Linked DNA regions of Mus musculus: region 1 is linked to region 2. A link is a contact called in public Hi-C data. All regions are on one chromosome and are shown on one strand. The core of a region is the stretch at or near the end of the contact, and the rest is flanking DNA. Distances in the headings are between cores, read along the strand shown. Region 1 overlaps Dlgap2 (DLG associated protein 2). Region 2 overlaps Dlgap2 (DLG associated protein 2).

Region 1 (7,561 bases), core at 805-3,304, 280 kb after region 2:
CCAGCACACCTGCCCACTTACACTGAGGACAGAGGAAGGGTTTCGACCTGGGCATGACTGTGAACTCCAAGATGTTAAGCCAAAGTAGCTAGCTTCATTACCTTAATACAGTTTATAGCTCCTGGGAAGGAAAATGTCAGTCATCAGCCTTTCGTAACCATCAGATCTCCTGCCCAACATATCACTAGAATCACTGTGTTCATGCATTGATTCATTTCTAGAACTCCTTTAAAGACTAAACCTCACTATCTTTACATTTTTATTATTATTATTATTTTAGTAGTAGGGTACGGATATATTTCTGTTGATTCCCCATGATTATTGATGGGATGCTGACAGATAGAAACAGCTCTCAGCATCCAAGTGGGTAGGTTCAGTCCCCTTGCTGGGCATGGATCAACACTCCTCCCCCAGTAGTGGGGAACCAAGAAAAGAAGCAGGGGGTATGGGTGATTTTTCTACCATTGAGGCTCAGGCTTTCTCCACGAAAGCTGTCTCCAAGGGCAAAGGTGATGAACCCTCAGACTATGAGTTGTTAGTGACCTATTTCCTATTTGTGGTCACCTGACACATTGGCAGGTTTACAGTGAGGCCTTGGTCTCATATATATGTATATGATGTATATGTATATTTGTGTATGTATGTGTATGTATACACATACATATACATACACATACATACACACATACACATACATATGCATATACATATATACATATATGAGATACATATAACTAAGAAGGCCAGGCAAACATTTGCTTCTCTCCATACTATATGTTATATAATGTAATCACCTGTTTCAGTTGTTCTTTATGTGTGTGGTGACTCCATCTACAAAATATGACCGCCATTACATCCATCCCATAAGCTCTTTGATGCTTGTCAGCAACCCCGATCCCACAGCCTTCAGACAGGCTAGTCACCGCACAGAGATCAGGAGGACTTGAACCTGGTATTCTGAACCTGCAGTACAGTTTCCGCACACACCCTTGTGACAGGCACAGATGTCTGTCCCCACCCATCCCCCCTTGGCGAAGACATTTGTGAAGATCAGCTGTGAAACGAAGACTGCCACACATAACATTCTTCACGGATTTGTTTTGCTTTCTCCACAAAAGCGGCTGCCAAATTTAGCCTGAGAAATGGCCTCTGCGTTCCAGAGCTGCTCCAAGCTTCAGATAAACACGCAGACAGGCTGCACACATTGAATTCAAGGGGTTAGAGGCCATAGATGAGCCCTGTTGAGGAGACGGGCCTTGTCTAAACATTTGTTTTTAATTGCCCCGTGAAGATCCGGGGGACATATTCTTTTAAAACTGCTGTCTGAGGGACAAAAGAGATGAGAGGCGAGTGAAAGATGTTGAAGTTATTAAACCTTATCTTCTTTTTATATTTCTAAATTCAGGACTGTTTATTAATGGGGAAAAAAGTACATGTTTTAAGGCATCATATTGAAAGTACTTGTACCACGCTGCTCTCTTCTGTATGCATCATATTGGCAATGTTGTGATTTGGGGGAACAAAAGAACGGGGCAGCCGTGGCCCATTCACCCCACTGCCTGTTGCCTGCAGATACTTGGAATTCCCTCTGTGCTCTGAGATCTGATTCAGAGTAGTGGGCTATCATAACCCAGTGCTGGGACCTGGGAATCTGGATCATGAGGTGTGACTTGACTGTGCCAAGGACATGAAACTAGCCCATGAATACTCAGATTCCTATGTCAAGGGTTGTGTGTCCTTCTGTATAGACAGCACCCTATGATCCAACCAGGTTTCACCCCCCTACAGACTTTCAACAGCAATTGTCCGAGCTCTCAGAAGCAGGCAAGGGGGGACAGACAGACCGTGAAGTAAATTCCAATTCCCTGCTCTCTTGTTCCATAAGATCTAATGACTTTAGGCTCTAAACTCTCAAAAGATTTCCTTGGATATAAGCCCCCAATCACTCTGCCTGTTTTAGATCTCTTGAGAGGGTTCCTGTGCAGTTTTCACTGTGAGGCAGGGCCAGCCACGGGCTGCACATGACTCTGGCGGAGAGTAAACAAGTGTGTTCGCTGGCTCCCCAGGGTCTCACTGCACAGACAGCTGGCCAGGGCCTGGTACTACAGCACATTTCAAAGAATACTTTGTAGAAGGACTCTGGAACCAGCCCATAAGTCTACGTTAGAAAGACGTGGATGACACTGTCAGCCAGTCACACTTGATGGCCTGTGAGCCCTGGGTGTCACCCAGCTAGCCCACACGCTTAGTGCAGAGTTGTCATCAACTCAGCAGAACTCCTGACCTCTGGACACTGCAAGCGGCAGACTGGGCAGTCTGGCCTTCTTCAAACATACATCCAGGCGAGATGCTCAGAACTGTATCACAGGCAGAGGAGAACCCAAACTGGATTTCTGTGCTGGGAGATGAAGCCACTTGGGCAGCAGGTAGAGCAGGCCTGTGTGCTGCCCTGCTTCTCACCAGGAGAGTGTAAGCTGGGACTGACTTGGGGCTCCCAGGAACCCTAGACCTATCAGAAACAGGGAATGATTCTGCCCTGAGAGCCACACGCTCAAACCCTATACGCAAATATGGGGTTTTCTTCAGAGAAGAAAAGCAGAGTGGGAAACTTACCAAGCCCTGGTTTGTTTGTTTTTTTCCAAACCATTTCTTGCAGGTCATTGAAGAAACAGTGCCCAGTTGGGTCTGCGCTCGGACATTGGGGTAAAGCTTGGGAGAGTTAAGATGGGGCTATTTGCTGGGATGAAACTGTCCACAGCTCGGCTGGGCCATCTTCTTACTCAGGCTGACCCTAATTAAACATGGAGCAGACAGACTGGCTCCCAAGAAGATTTGCTATGTGTCCCCAGCAGCCATAGACTATGGAGAGGACCCTTGTATTGGGGCTGAGTGATGGAGACACTCAAGGAATACCTGAGTTAGAGTCATGGGTAGGACACACACAGTCAGACCGGGTTCTCACCACCTGCAGAGCCAGCTCTCTTCAGGGGTGGGGGCTTGTAACCCTTCTGCATAACAGTCACACAGCCTTGAAAAGCTACAAAAGAATGTGAGGCATCTGGACAGACAAAGGCATTCTGTAAACATGGCGTACCTCCACACACCTCCTTCCCCCTTGTCTTAGTCAGGTTTCTATTCCTGCACAAACATCATGACCAGGAAGCAAGTTGGGGAGGAAAGGATTTATTCAGCTTACACTTCCACACCTTGGTTCATCACCAAAGGAAGTCAGGACTGGAACTCAAGCAGGTCAGGAAGCCGGAGCTGATGCAGAGGTTATGGAGAGATGTTACTTACTGGCTTGCTTCCCCTGGCTTGCTCAGCTTGCTTTCTTATAGAACCCAAGACTGCCAGCCCAGGGATGGCACCACCCACAATGGGCCCTCCCACACTGATCACTAATTGAGAAAATGCCTTACAGTTGGATCTCATGGAGGCATTTCCTCAACTGAAGCTCCTTTCTCTGTGATAACTCCAGCTTGTGTCACGTTGACACACAAAACCAGCCAGTACACCCCTCCACTTTCCCGGTATCTTCTTCCTTTTTCTCCCCTCTACCTCATAAGCCTGCACCAGTAGATCTCAACAGCATCTGTTCCTAGCTCAGGGGCATTGACTCCCAGTATTTCTTATCTTCATACATACACAAAATACTCTCCCTAAAACTGCAGCTTTGTCGACGTTGAAGGAGGCACCCTCATCTGTGACCACTCTGGGACCCTTGGGCATTTGGGCATGGAGCCCTGCCTGTGCCCTTTAACCCACACTGGCCTTCTTTCATCTCTTATTCATTGCAGAAGCATTGCTGGGTCATCCTCTTTAGGTTTAAACCTCATGTTTTCCACAGTAGCTTTGTGGCTTAAGCTACTGCTGTGCGCTGCGGTGAAGCAGAGATGACTTTGCCCCTGTGACACATGTGGCTTAGTCAAAGCAGCAAGGCGCCAGGAGCTGGGCAACCTCTAAAACGGCCATCTTTAGAACTGATCATCGCTAACAATGAGAAGCAGAACCCACACTGCTCCAGAGCGTTAGACTCGATGCTTTATGACGCTGTGCTTTAAGTCCTGAGCAGATGAAGTAGACTCATGGGAACAGAGACCCTCTGGTCTTAGGGCTGGATGGAATAGGGTACCAGGTCCCCACCTCAGGGGCCTTACCTCTCATTGCAGCTTATGACAGGATGACCTCATCAACTTAATCCTCTCAATCAGCACCTAGTTTGTGCACTAAAAATGAATATTGATGCCAAAGTCAGGGAAAGAGACCTAAACACTTGGTTTAGAGGATTGGGTTAAATCCTGGCTATTTCTGCTTTAGCTCTCTGCTCCCAGTAGTTAAGACTTCTGCCACCCTGTGCCATAGGACAGGGAGTCGGGGTTCCCTAGAGGTGAGGGGGAAGTACCTCAAAGGTGCAAAATGCTGATCCTTCATCTTGTGGTACATACACCTCACCTCACATTTTTCCACGTCCCCCACCTTTCTCTTATCCCTCCCACTTCCTGGACACAAGCAACTGCATCCTGATGTCTGTCTCCTTTCACTAAGCCCACTGTCCAAATCGGGGAGGGAGGGGGGCATTGAATGGCTTGCTGAGGAATTTTCTAAAGAACAAAATTATTCGTCTGGCTCGGCGATAGCAAGACCCATAAAGCTATGGCTTATTAAAGGAACCCTTGGCAGTCATGCATGTGGACACTCACGTAGCCTTTGACTAGAAAATTCTTTTCTTTTTTAAAAATAATTAGTTGTGCCTGCAATATTTTCAGGAAACTAACAATGAAGAAAGAAATGATGACTGTTTTCGCCAGGGTGGTATTTGAGCCCTCACCATATGAGAGCTTCTTCAGAAAATGAAGTCCCACATTTGGGACTGTGTTGATGGTAGAATTCTTAGGGTGGGGAGGCACCGCCTCCTGTAAGATACAGTGCTGGTTGCCATGGGAACCGTGTGCACAGGCAGAATCTAGTCAAATTTGAATGGTGTCTAATACCAATATCCTGATATTAATAGCCTCCGCGGGTTTTTTTTTGTTAGAAATCACATCATTTCCACAATTGCTAAACACCAACATGAAAATAAGAACATTCTGTTAAAATGTGGTTGTCCTCTTAAAAATAGCTTTTGGTTATAAAGAAATATCCTCTTTAAAATAAGCATAAAAGAGAGAAATGGGAAATTATGGGCCAATCTAGTCTTAAAGGTTAGTGACTGTCCTCTGTACTGACTTACTAAACCTCGGTGGGGCCTTTTTAGCCATTGGAAACTTAAATACATAAACGAAGAAGTGAAATCCACATGGTGTGAGGGGCAAGAGGATGTGCAGGGGGCTGGATCGTCACCTGTATGCAGCAGCATACGGATGCTCATGCACAGTGATGGAGGAGTCAGACATAGAGCAGAGATACAGAAAGAAACATCTGAGAGGACTGTGACAGCTAGCTGAGTTGGTGTCCTTCTCCTGCCCTATGCGTGGCCAGCAATGCCTGTGCCCTCTGGTCTCACTTCCTTCTGAACTGGTCATCACATGAGTCATAGGTTCAAAGCCATGAAGCTGTTATGTCACTATGCTGACTCAAGCATATAGGTCCATCCTAGTCCAACATCCACCTTCTTTGCCAGCCCACCTAGGTCTGTTGGTCTCCTACATAGAATCAGTGAGCATGGGCAGCCTAGAATGGGCTACTCTCTGTGCTGCTCCTGTGTGGCCAACAGGCTTACAGCAATGGCTGTGTGTTACTCGGCTTTCTCATCATACCCAGTGCCCATGGGCATAGCTACTATGGTGGTTAGAATTCATTGCCAATTTGAGACAATCTAGAACCATCTGGGAATCAGAGTGAATCACCATCTAGGTGAGATTGACTGTGGGCACGTTCATTTGGGGGGGGGGGGTTGGTTTAATGTAGGTATAAAACCAACCATGATTGTTGGCAGCACCCTTTCATGGGCTAGACCCTGAACTGAATGAAAAGGAGATCTTGAACTGAGCAAAAGGGCACACATATCACTCCACTATTCCATGACTGTGCCTGTGGGTCTGATGACCAGCTGCTTCAAGTTCCTGATCCTGTACTTCAAAGTGATGGACCATAAGCCAAGGGAAAACCCCCATCTGCTCTAATTTTATTATAGTGAGGGGAAATGAAAATGAAGTAAAGACATTTGCAAAGAGAAAGGATTATGGGATGCAGTTTAATCCTGATTGTCAACGGGACTGGAGGGAGAAGCTTCTAGATTAGTGAAGTACACTCTGAATTAGTGAACTACACTGGATTAGTGAAGTGCACTTCTGGCTCTGTCTATGGTGGTGTCTCCCAAGGCAGTGGATCACTCGTGGCCATTGCGTGTGGCCTGGGGGGGGGGGGCAGTGTGAGGTAGTAGGAGTGTACCCACCTCGTGGCCAGGAGCAAGAGATAATGGAAGGGACTGGACTCCATAATCTCCTTCAAGGGCACAGCTACTGGCCCTAAGATCTCCCACTAGATGTTGCCTCTTTCAGGTACTACCATCCCCCAACATCAAGAAGCCGAGGACCAAGCCTATAGTACTTGGGCCTTTGGACAATGTTGTAGGTCCACATTGGCTCAGGCTCATGGTGACTGGTTGACACCTGTTCCCCTGGCTGTGACTGACAGTGAGCATGGAAGGTGCTTGTAGCAGGTGAGCCAGTGTCTGTGGATAAGATATTGGAAGTTGGTCAGGTTTTACCAGGCAGCCCTTCTTTTATCTTATTACAGCTATGTTTATTAGAATTCCCATCACAATCCTGGAGCCTAGGTATTTGATAGCTGTTCATGTAATTACTTGTTTTAAACTGCTGCTTCTGTGCCCAGATTGGAGGGCCAACCTTCTGGCTGATCTTTTATGAATATGAATATAACATAAAAAGCACCTGTACTGCAGTAAGCCCCCCCAGCTCTGGGATGCTTTTCCAGGAGGGTGGCTAAGACTTACTCAGAAAGATAAAATAGAGGGTTAGATCCTTAGAATGCTGAGCCTCTGAAAGGAAAAGTCTTAGGGATGTAATCCTCATGTAACCAGGAGCCCGAGGAAGGGCAGCTTTGAGGAAGAGATGTTCAAATGAAGAGATGCATTAATAAAATTGATATGCTGTGTTTATTCTGTGTTAATCTCCTCATTAAAATGCATTTTGGGTTTTCATAAATTCTAGAAGAATTAATTATGCATGCACTATTTATCATCGAATTTAAAATTTGCATAAAATTACATTAGTTAAGTAGACATTTATTAAATAATAGAAATGTCTTCAAGTCCCCACTTTGTTAAATGTTCACTAGTTCAAAGCGTTGTAGGCATAAGGCTTAGAGAAAAAGTCTTGTTCTGGCCATGCTTTTTGTGTCTCAGATAAAACAAGCAACAGTGAGACCCATTTCTAGGGAAGCTACAATGTGTTTGCCAATTATGTGCAATCATGTGAACTCTTACATTTGGGGGCTGTAGAGCAGACAGATATTTGGCGCAGCCAGTGTGAAGACTTAACAGTGTGCAGATCCACCTGGCTCTGGCTGGCCTGCCCTCCGATCCCTTCAGGACACAGTT
Region 2 (7,474 bases), core at 248-2,747:
GGTGGGCACAACATATGTGTGTATGTGTGTGTGTGTATCTGTCTGTATACATGTGTGTGTGTGTGTCTGTGTTTTGGTTTTGCTTTTGTTTCTTTTTTCTTTTCTGGGAAATTGAACTCAGGTACTCAAGCCTGTGCAGTAAACACTTTACAAACCGAGCAGATCCTACAACCCATATCATGAAGAGCTCAAGGCAGGTGCTTCACCCACCCCTTGGAGCTGGAGCCTGACCTGTGAGCTCCACTGTGTGCTCTGCGGGGCTGTGCATCTGTTTTTACCTCTGAGTCCCTGCTCCCGTTTTCACATCATGCCTTGTTGTCCGTGAACCAAGTTTCCTCCCTTAACATACCTGCTGCTTTTTATGTTCTGAATTTTAAAACAGTTTGAAGAAACTTGTGTGAATACAGTAATAAATCTGACCAGAGTGGTTACAGTTGTGGGTAGATGGAGACCTACATTCCCATTGATTTCTTTAGTTTCCCTTTTGAGTGGGCACCATGGCCTCAAGGTGTATGCATCTGTATGTCCATAAACCTGAGAAGCTTATAAGGGAGTAAAAGAGCTGTGAACTACTATGTTAGTAACTTTGCTATTGCAGTGGGGGAAACAGCATAGCTAAGGATACATATACATACATATATATAATATGTAATTTAAATATATATTTAAATATAAATATACATGTACACATATATACATGTATACATATGTATACATGATATATAGAATATATGTATATATAATTTAAATATTATAAATATACACATGCATACACACACATATATGTATACTGTATGATGTACATGTATATACATATGTGTGTATATATGTGTGTGTGTGTATATATATATATGTGTGTGTATATATATATGTGTATATATATATATATATATGTATATATATATATAAAATTTAATTGGGCATATATATGGTTTCGGTGGGTCAGAATCTGTGATGGTGGTGCAAAGGCATGGCAGCAGGACCAACTGAGAGCTCACATCTTTTGACACAACCACAAGGTAGAGAGGGAACACTGGGAAGGACATCAGGCTTTTAAGAGCTCAAAGCCCACCCCCAGTAACACACCTTCTACGCCAAGGCCACACCTCCTAATCCTTCCCAAAAAGTTCCACCAACTGGAGACCAGGTATTGAAAGCTATGAGCTGCGGGGGCCATTTCCCCTCCAATCACACAGCTGTGTTGCTAGGCATGATGATACAGATGTCTCCTCTCTTAACCATGGAGCTGTGTCTTTTCTGCCACCCCAGTGGAAGCTCTTCAGGGTCTCAGCTGGGTTCTTCTGTCAGAAACGCGATCAAATAGTTTCTGCCTTTTGTTCTCTGGGGCTCTAGGTAACCCTAGACCTCTCTGAGTATTCACTGTTGAAGTAACTTTGTCCCCTAGATGGAGCCGTGCACCCGCATTGCAAGGCAGAGACAGATGTTTTGCTGGGGCAAAAGAAGTATGTAGTCCTGCTCTGCCTTGGAGTGGAAAATCCTTCACTATCTGCAGGGCTGCAGGGAGCTGGCACCAGCTTTCTCATGGGGGCTGATCAAGTATACAGGGATACAAAGATAGGAGCTCTCACTGCCTCAAAACAGGGACAACATCAGTCTAGAGTGTGGTCTGTCTCAAGGTCACAGCTCCCATGGAAGAAAATCCATATCATGACTTCTGTAGATCTGAGGACAGCTCCTAGAGGTATCATGAAAGACATACTGGCACAGGGCCTTCACAGAATGTAATTTTTGATACTTTAATATTTAGCAAAAAAAAAGGAGAGAATTGTTTATATCTTGTAAACATGAACTGTCAAAGGACAGCTTCAGGCTTGTCACCCTTTTCTCAAGGGCTATGTAGCTGGTGGGAGGAAAGGCATGAGTCTGAGCTCAGGGGAGTAGGGCTGTGTCTGTGGAGGCGTTTACTGTGACATCCCCAGGTGGGGTCCCCAGTAGGTGAAGGCTGAGAGTGTGTGCAGCCTTAGTTCACATGTAGGCAGGGGCTGGATACAGAAGCAAGCCTGTGCCTTCACGATAGCACATACACACACACACACACACACACACACATACATATGTACATACATACACACATACATACATTTGTACATATGCATACACACACATATACATATGTACATATATACACACATTATATACAGAAGATACATATACATACACATATACATATACAGAAGCGAAGTTCAGAAAGAAGCAAAGTAATGGGAATTCTGACTGAGAGGCCAGACAACAGTTGGGCCATCTCTCCAGGATCTTGAAAACTTGCAAGTGCTCTCCTGGATTGATAAAGGCCAAAATACAAGTGGTGGCTATCATGAACCTGGGGAGAGTTGGTATCTGGAAAGCTGTGGGTGCTGAAGGCCATGGGGGGGGGTTCAGACTGTAACCCCACTGTGACTGCATACCTGCTGATAAGGCCCATGAGGAAGAGGCTGGTGAAGCGACTGCCACCAGTGGAAAGTCGGTGCTATACCTTGTGGGTGTAGCTGATCCCCAGGAAGTGACAGTGAATGGAAAATACCTGATTAGTGGCAGAGAGAAGGAAGGCCAGGAGTGCCACAATAGAGGAAGGGATGGAGCAGAACAGGTAAGACCCTCAGATGACCGTGACTGGCTTGAGTGGATTGAGATCAGTTGTGAGTAGAAGGATGGTTAGTGTGTTGGGTTGTTGTTTTAGTGTTCTTCTGTGAACAGACACCATGACAGGGGCTACTCTTATAAGGACAACATTTAATTGGGGCTGACTTGCAGGTTCAGAGGTTCAGTCAATTATCATTGAGGCAGGAGCATGGCAGCATCCAGGCAGGCATGGGGCTGGAGGAGCTGAGAGTCCTACCTCTTGTTGCGAAGGCAAACAGCAAAAGACTGGCTTTCAGGCATCTAGGATGAGGGTCTTAAAGCCCACCCCCACAGTGACACACTTCTTCCAACAAGGCCACATGTGCTAACAATGCCACTCCCTGGGCCAAGCATATTCTAACCACCACAGTTGCCAATGGTGAGTTAAGCAAGCCTCCGTGTGGGCACCTATTACCTGTGTTTTGGGTACCTAGAAGAAGAAATGCCTCTTGGCCTCTTTTTAGGAAGCTATAGTATAGAATAGTAGAGTATAAAATAGGAAGGAGGTAGACTTAAGGCCTGCTTCGGTGACAAGTCAGAGAAGATAAGTGTAGAAGAAGAAGGCCGGAGTTTAGCTGGAGGAGAGCTACGTAAAGTGTAACTACTGGTGGTAGGTCTCACAGTGTCTGTGCAGTCTGGGGGCTTTTCTGGAGGAAGGAGGCAGCCCACAAACATCTTTCAGCATAGAGGCCCATTGTTCCTTGGGTGACCGTGTGCAGGCCCTGTTCTGCTGGTTCAACTCCAGAGAAAGGACTCAACACTCCACTCCTTCCTCCTCCCTCACACAGCCCTGAGCGGGGATGAGGCTGTTGCGCTGTGAGAAGTATCCTAAGGGGTCTCCCTGCCATGGGACACCTGTCACTCATACAAGTGAGGGATATGTGCAAGTCTGCAAAGGACAGGGTCCATGTACAGGAATCCTCCCCAGGCAGTGCTCCATCAAACTCTGATTGCGAGGTTCACGTAGCAAACCAGTCCCTACTCTGTACCAACTGTATTGTACTGGGTGTTTGAAGCTGGAGAATGGCACCCAGTTCATGGGGACGGGAGGGGACCTAGCTCACAGTGAGGGCACAGGACACAGTTCGCAGTGAAGTCTCTCATAGTGCACAGCGAGGAGATGGAACATCGTAGGCAACAGACACAGGACAGCTCAGCTCATGGTGACAGAGAGTCAGCTCAAAGTTGAGTCTCCAGCTGTGCCCAGGAGGAGCTAAGACTAGGCAGACTGACTGCATTGTGTTTGCAAAAACTGTCAAAAGTTCCTCAGCAAGTGAAGGGAGATTGCTGTATGGCAGAGAAACTTTCAGAGATACCAGCTCTTCGGGTGTCTCAAATTGTATGTCCCACCCCAGTTTTTAAAATGTACATATTTATTATTTTATGGATTTCTCTAAAACTCTTAGTGTATCATGTGATACAAGGCCGTCATACACAGTTGCCATACAGGTGACGTGTGCCATTGAGCTACTGTTTCAAAAGTGTGGCTCTGTGCGTATGGTTTGCCCGCCCTGGCTGTTATCCTTGTGTGTAGACTGAGTGTTTGATTTGCAAATGTGTGCTTGGTTATTAGGTCTACATTATCAGGTCAAGTAGCCTGGGTGGTGCTCTGTGCTAGTTTTCTATCTCTTAAATACCATTTTAACCATAAATAAATGCTATTTTAGTAATTGTTTTTTAAAAAAGATTTATTTATTATTATATGTAAGTACACTGTAGCTGTCTTCAGACACACCAGAAGAGGGCATCAGATCTCATTACGGATGGTTGTGAGCCACCATGTGGTTGCTGGGATTTGAACTCAGGACCTTCAGCAGTCAGTGCTCTTAACTGCTGAGCCATCTCTCCAGCCCTATTTTAGTAATTGTTAGACTGTTTCCAGATTTACATTTCTTTCACTTCGACATTCAGAACTTACCCTCAGGAGGTCAGGCTCTCTGGGGGATTTCAGAACACAGGATTTTTGTCTGTTGGGATCATGGCCCCCAATTCCAGAACTCTGCTAATCTTCCTCTCCTGCTCTGGCTCCAGGTCTCAGTTCTTACTCTTAAGCTCAAGTAGACTTGAACTGTCGTGCCACATCACTAAAACCCAGCATCGGTCAGGTGGAGCACACACCATCAGCACTGCTCTCTGTGCCTCCCTCTCTGCCTCAGTCACAGCTGACCCTGTCCATCACTGTGCAGTATCTGCCCGGTCATCACCCATACGCCTGGTCTGGCTACCGTGTGGGTGACTTGGGATGCTTCCTTGGCCCATATCTTAACTCAGCAGTGAGCTTTTCCTCATCTTTGCAACCCGCTTCCTTGCTTCACCTGCTCCCCCCTTCCCCATTCTCCCTCCTAATCTTCCTTTTCATTCCTGAGATCCCATCTCTGTGGCTAGCTCTGCTCTATGATCCTGCCCTTAGGGTCACCAGTGGCCTCCCATGTAAAACCAGAGTAGTTCTGGAATGTAATACTGTCCAGTTGTTTGATACAGCTACAGCTACTCCTTGACCTTCAGGCCCTTCTGTGCGCCACACTTCTATGGTCATTTCTTGCTACCTAACCTCCCTTGAGGTCATTTCACCTAGCTGTCACTGGTGAGATGAGCCCCAGGCCAAGGCTTTAAATAACTGTTCATCTCTGCCCATCCCTCGCTCCAAACTCCTCTCCATAGGGTCCTCCCTAATTCCTCTGGATGCATGGGAGGCAGACCATACTCAGCTGGCCCAAGCTGGAGTCTGCTTTGGGTCCCCTGCTGCTCTCCCCCAGGCTTAGTAACTGAGCACAGTTTGCTGGGTACCACATAGCCCACGCCTTGTCTTCCCACAAATCCTGCAGGGCCTTCTTTAAACACATCATAAGCTAAGTAAGTACTGCTGTCGGCTGTGACAGGATCCAGCTTCAGGCTGAACTGTGCGTCTCACTAGGATCTCCTAGTCTCTGTCTGCTGTGGGTCATACTCTCCTATTTAGCCCTTCCTATCTTTTCCCAACCAGCAACAGCTCCAAGTACCCTGTGAGGACATGACGTATCTCATGTCACTCCTAAGAACCAAACATAGAGGCACCTTCTTTTCCAAACCATCTTACTGTTTTGAAACTAGGACTCACAGTGGTACCTGCTGAATCTTCTTCGGCTAACTGCCTTTCTTGGTCCTGTGCTCAGTGACGGAGACTGTCTGCTCCTGGCTGTGTCAGTGGAGCTCAGTCCAGGGCTTCTTCAGAACTTGGCACCTGCCTGGGTTCACCTGCTCTATAAGAACCCTGTCCTGATTCAACATAAGACCAGAGACACTGAAACTTATGGAGGAAAAAGTGGGGAAGAGCCTCAAACACAGGGGCACAGGGAAAAAATGTCCTGAACAGAACACCAATGGCTTATGCTCTAAGATCAAGAATCAACAAATGGGACCTCATAAAATTGCAAAGCTTCTGTAAGGCAAAGGACACTGTCAATAGGACAAAATGTCAACCAACAGATTAGGAAAAGATCTTTACCAATCCTACATCCAGTAGAGGGCTAATATCCAATATATACAAAGAACTCAAGAAGGTAGGCTTCAGAGAACCAAATAACCCTATTAAAAATGTGGTACAGAGCTAAAAAAAAGAATTTTCAACTGAGGAATATCTAATGGCTGAGAAGCAGCTAAAGAAATGTTCAACATCCTTAGTCATCACAGAAATGCAAATCAAAACAATCCTGAGATTCCACCTCATACTAGTCAGAATGACTAAAATCAAAAACTCAGGACAGCATATACTGGCGAGGATGTGGAGAAAGAGGAACACTCCTCCATTGTTGGTGGGATTGCAGGCTTGTACAACCACTCTGGAAATCAGTCTGGCAGTTCCTCAGAAAATTGGACATAGTACTACCTGAGGACTCAGCTATACCACTCTTGGGCATATACCCAGAAGATGTTCCAAGATGTAATAAGAATACATGCTCCACTATGTTAACAACAGCCTTATTTATAATAGCCAGAAGCTGGAAAGAACCCAGATGTTCTTCAACAGAGGAATGGCTACAGAAAATGTAGTACATTTACACAATGGAATACTATTTAGCTATTAAAATGGTGGTGCATACCTTTAATCCCAGTACTTCAGAGGCAGAGGCAGGTGGATTTCTGGGTTTGAGGCCAGTGTAGTCTACAGAGGGAGTTCCAGGACAGCCAGGGCTACACAGAGAAACCCTGTCTCTAACCCACCCCCCCAATGATGAATTCATGAAATTCTTAGGTAAATGAATGGAACTAGAAAATATTATCCTGAGTGAGGTAACCCAATCACAAAAGAACACACATGATATGCACTCACAGATAAGTGGATATTAGCCCAAAAGCTCTAAATAAACCAAGATACAATTCACAGACCATATGAAGCTCAAGAAGAAGGAAGACCAAAGTGGGTGCTTTGGTCCTTCTTAGAAGGAGAACAAAATACTCACGGGAGCAAATATGGAGATAAATTGTAGAGCAGAGACTAAAGGAAAGGCCATCCAGAGACTGTCTCACCTGGGGATTCATTCCATAAACAGTTACCAAACCCAGACACTATTGTGGATGCCAAGAAGTGCATGCTGACAGGAGCCTGATATAGCTGCCTCCTGAGAAGCCCTGCCAGAGCCTGACAAATACAGAGGGAGATGCTTGCCGCCAACCACTGGACTGAGCATGGGGTCCCCAATAGAGGAGTTAGAGAAAGGACTGAAGGAGATGAAAGGGTTTGCAACCCCATAGGAAGAACAACAATATTAACCAACCAGACCCCTCCCCACTCCCCAGAGCTCCCAGGAACTAAACCATCAACCAAGGAGTACACATGGCTCCAGATGCATATGTA

The links. A called contact is a pair of places that touch in the nucleus more often than the background predicts.
Region 1: a Hi-C map of Sertoli cells shows a contact between it and region 2, with 2.1 times the contacts expected there. The contact joins two enhancer-like sites. A contact is called at or near these places in 1 of 15 datasets of contacts at CTCF or cohesin (the NIH/3T3 cell line), 10 of 484 Hi-C or Micro-C datasets (Sertoli cells, cardiomyocytes, cortical glia and 7 more) and 2 of 115 datasets of contacts at active chromatin or transcription factors (astrocytes and embryonic stem cells).

The regions. Positions count from the first base shown.
Region 1 is chr8:14,637,132-14,644,692 of GRCm38.p6, forward strand. The region is part of intron 4 of Dlgap2 (DLG associated protein 2); the gene reads left to right. Among named protein-coding and RNA genes, the nearest start is that of C030037F17Rik, 130 kb to the right of the region's middle. Within about 2 kb of position 2,055, at least 53 of the 459 cell types and tissues checked have an H3K27ac peak or open chromatin away from gene starts, as enhancers often do. A contact at or near this core is called in Sertoli cells, where this site is marked.
Region 2 is chr8:14,356,549-14,364,022 of GRCm38.p6, forward strand. The region is part of intron 3 of Dlgap2 (DLG associated protein 2); the gene reads left to right. Among named protein-coding and RNA genes, the nearest start is that of Gm26184, 87 kb to the left of the region's middle. Within about 2 kb of position 1,498, at least 4 of the 459 cell types and tissues checked have an H3K27ac peak or open chromatin away from gene starts, as enhancers often do. A contact at or near this core is called in Sertoli cells, where this site is marked.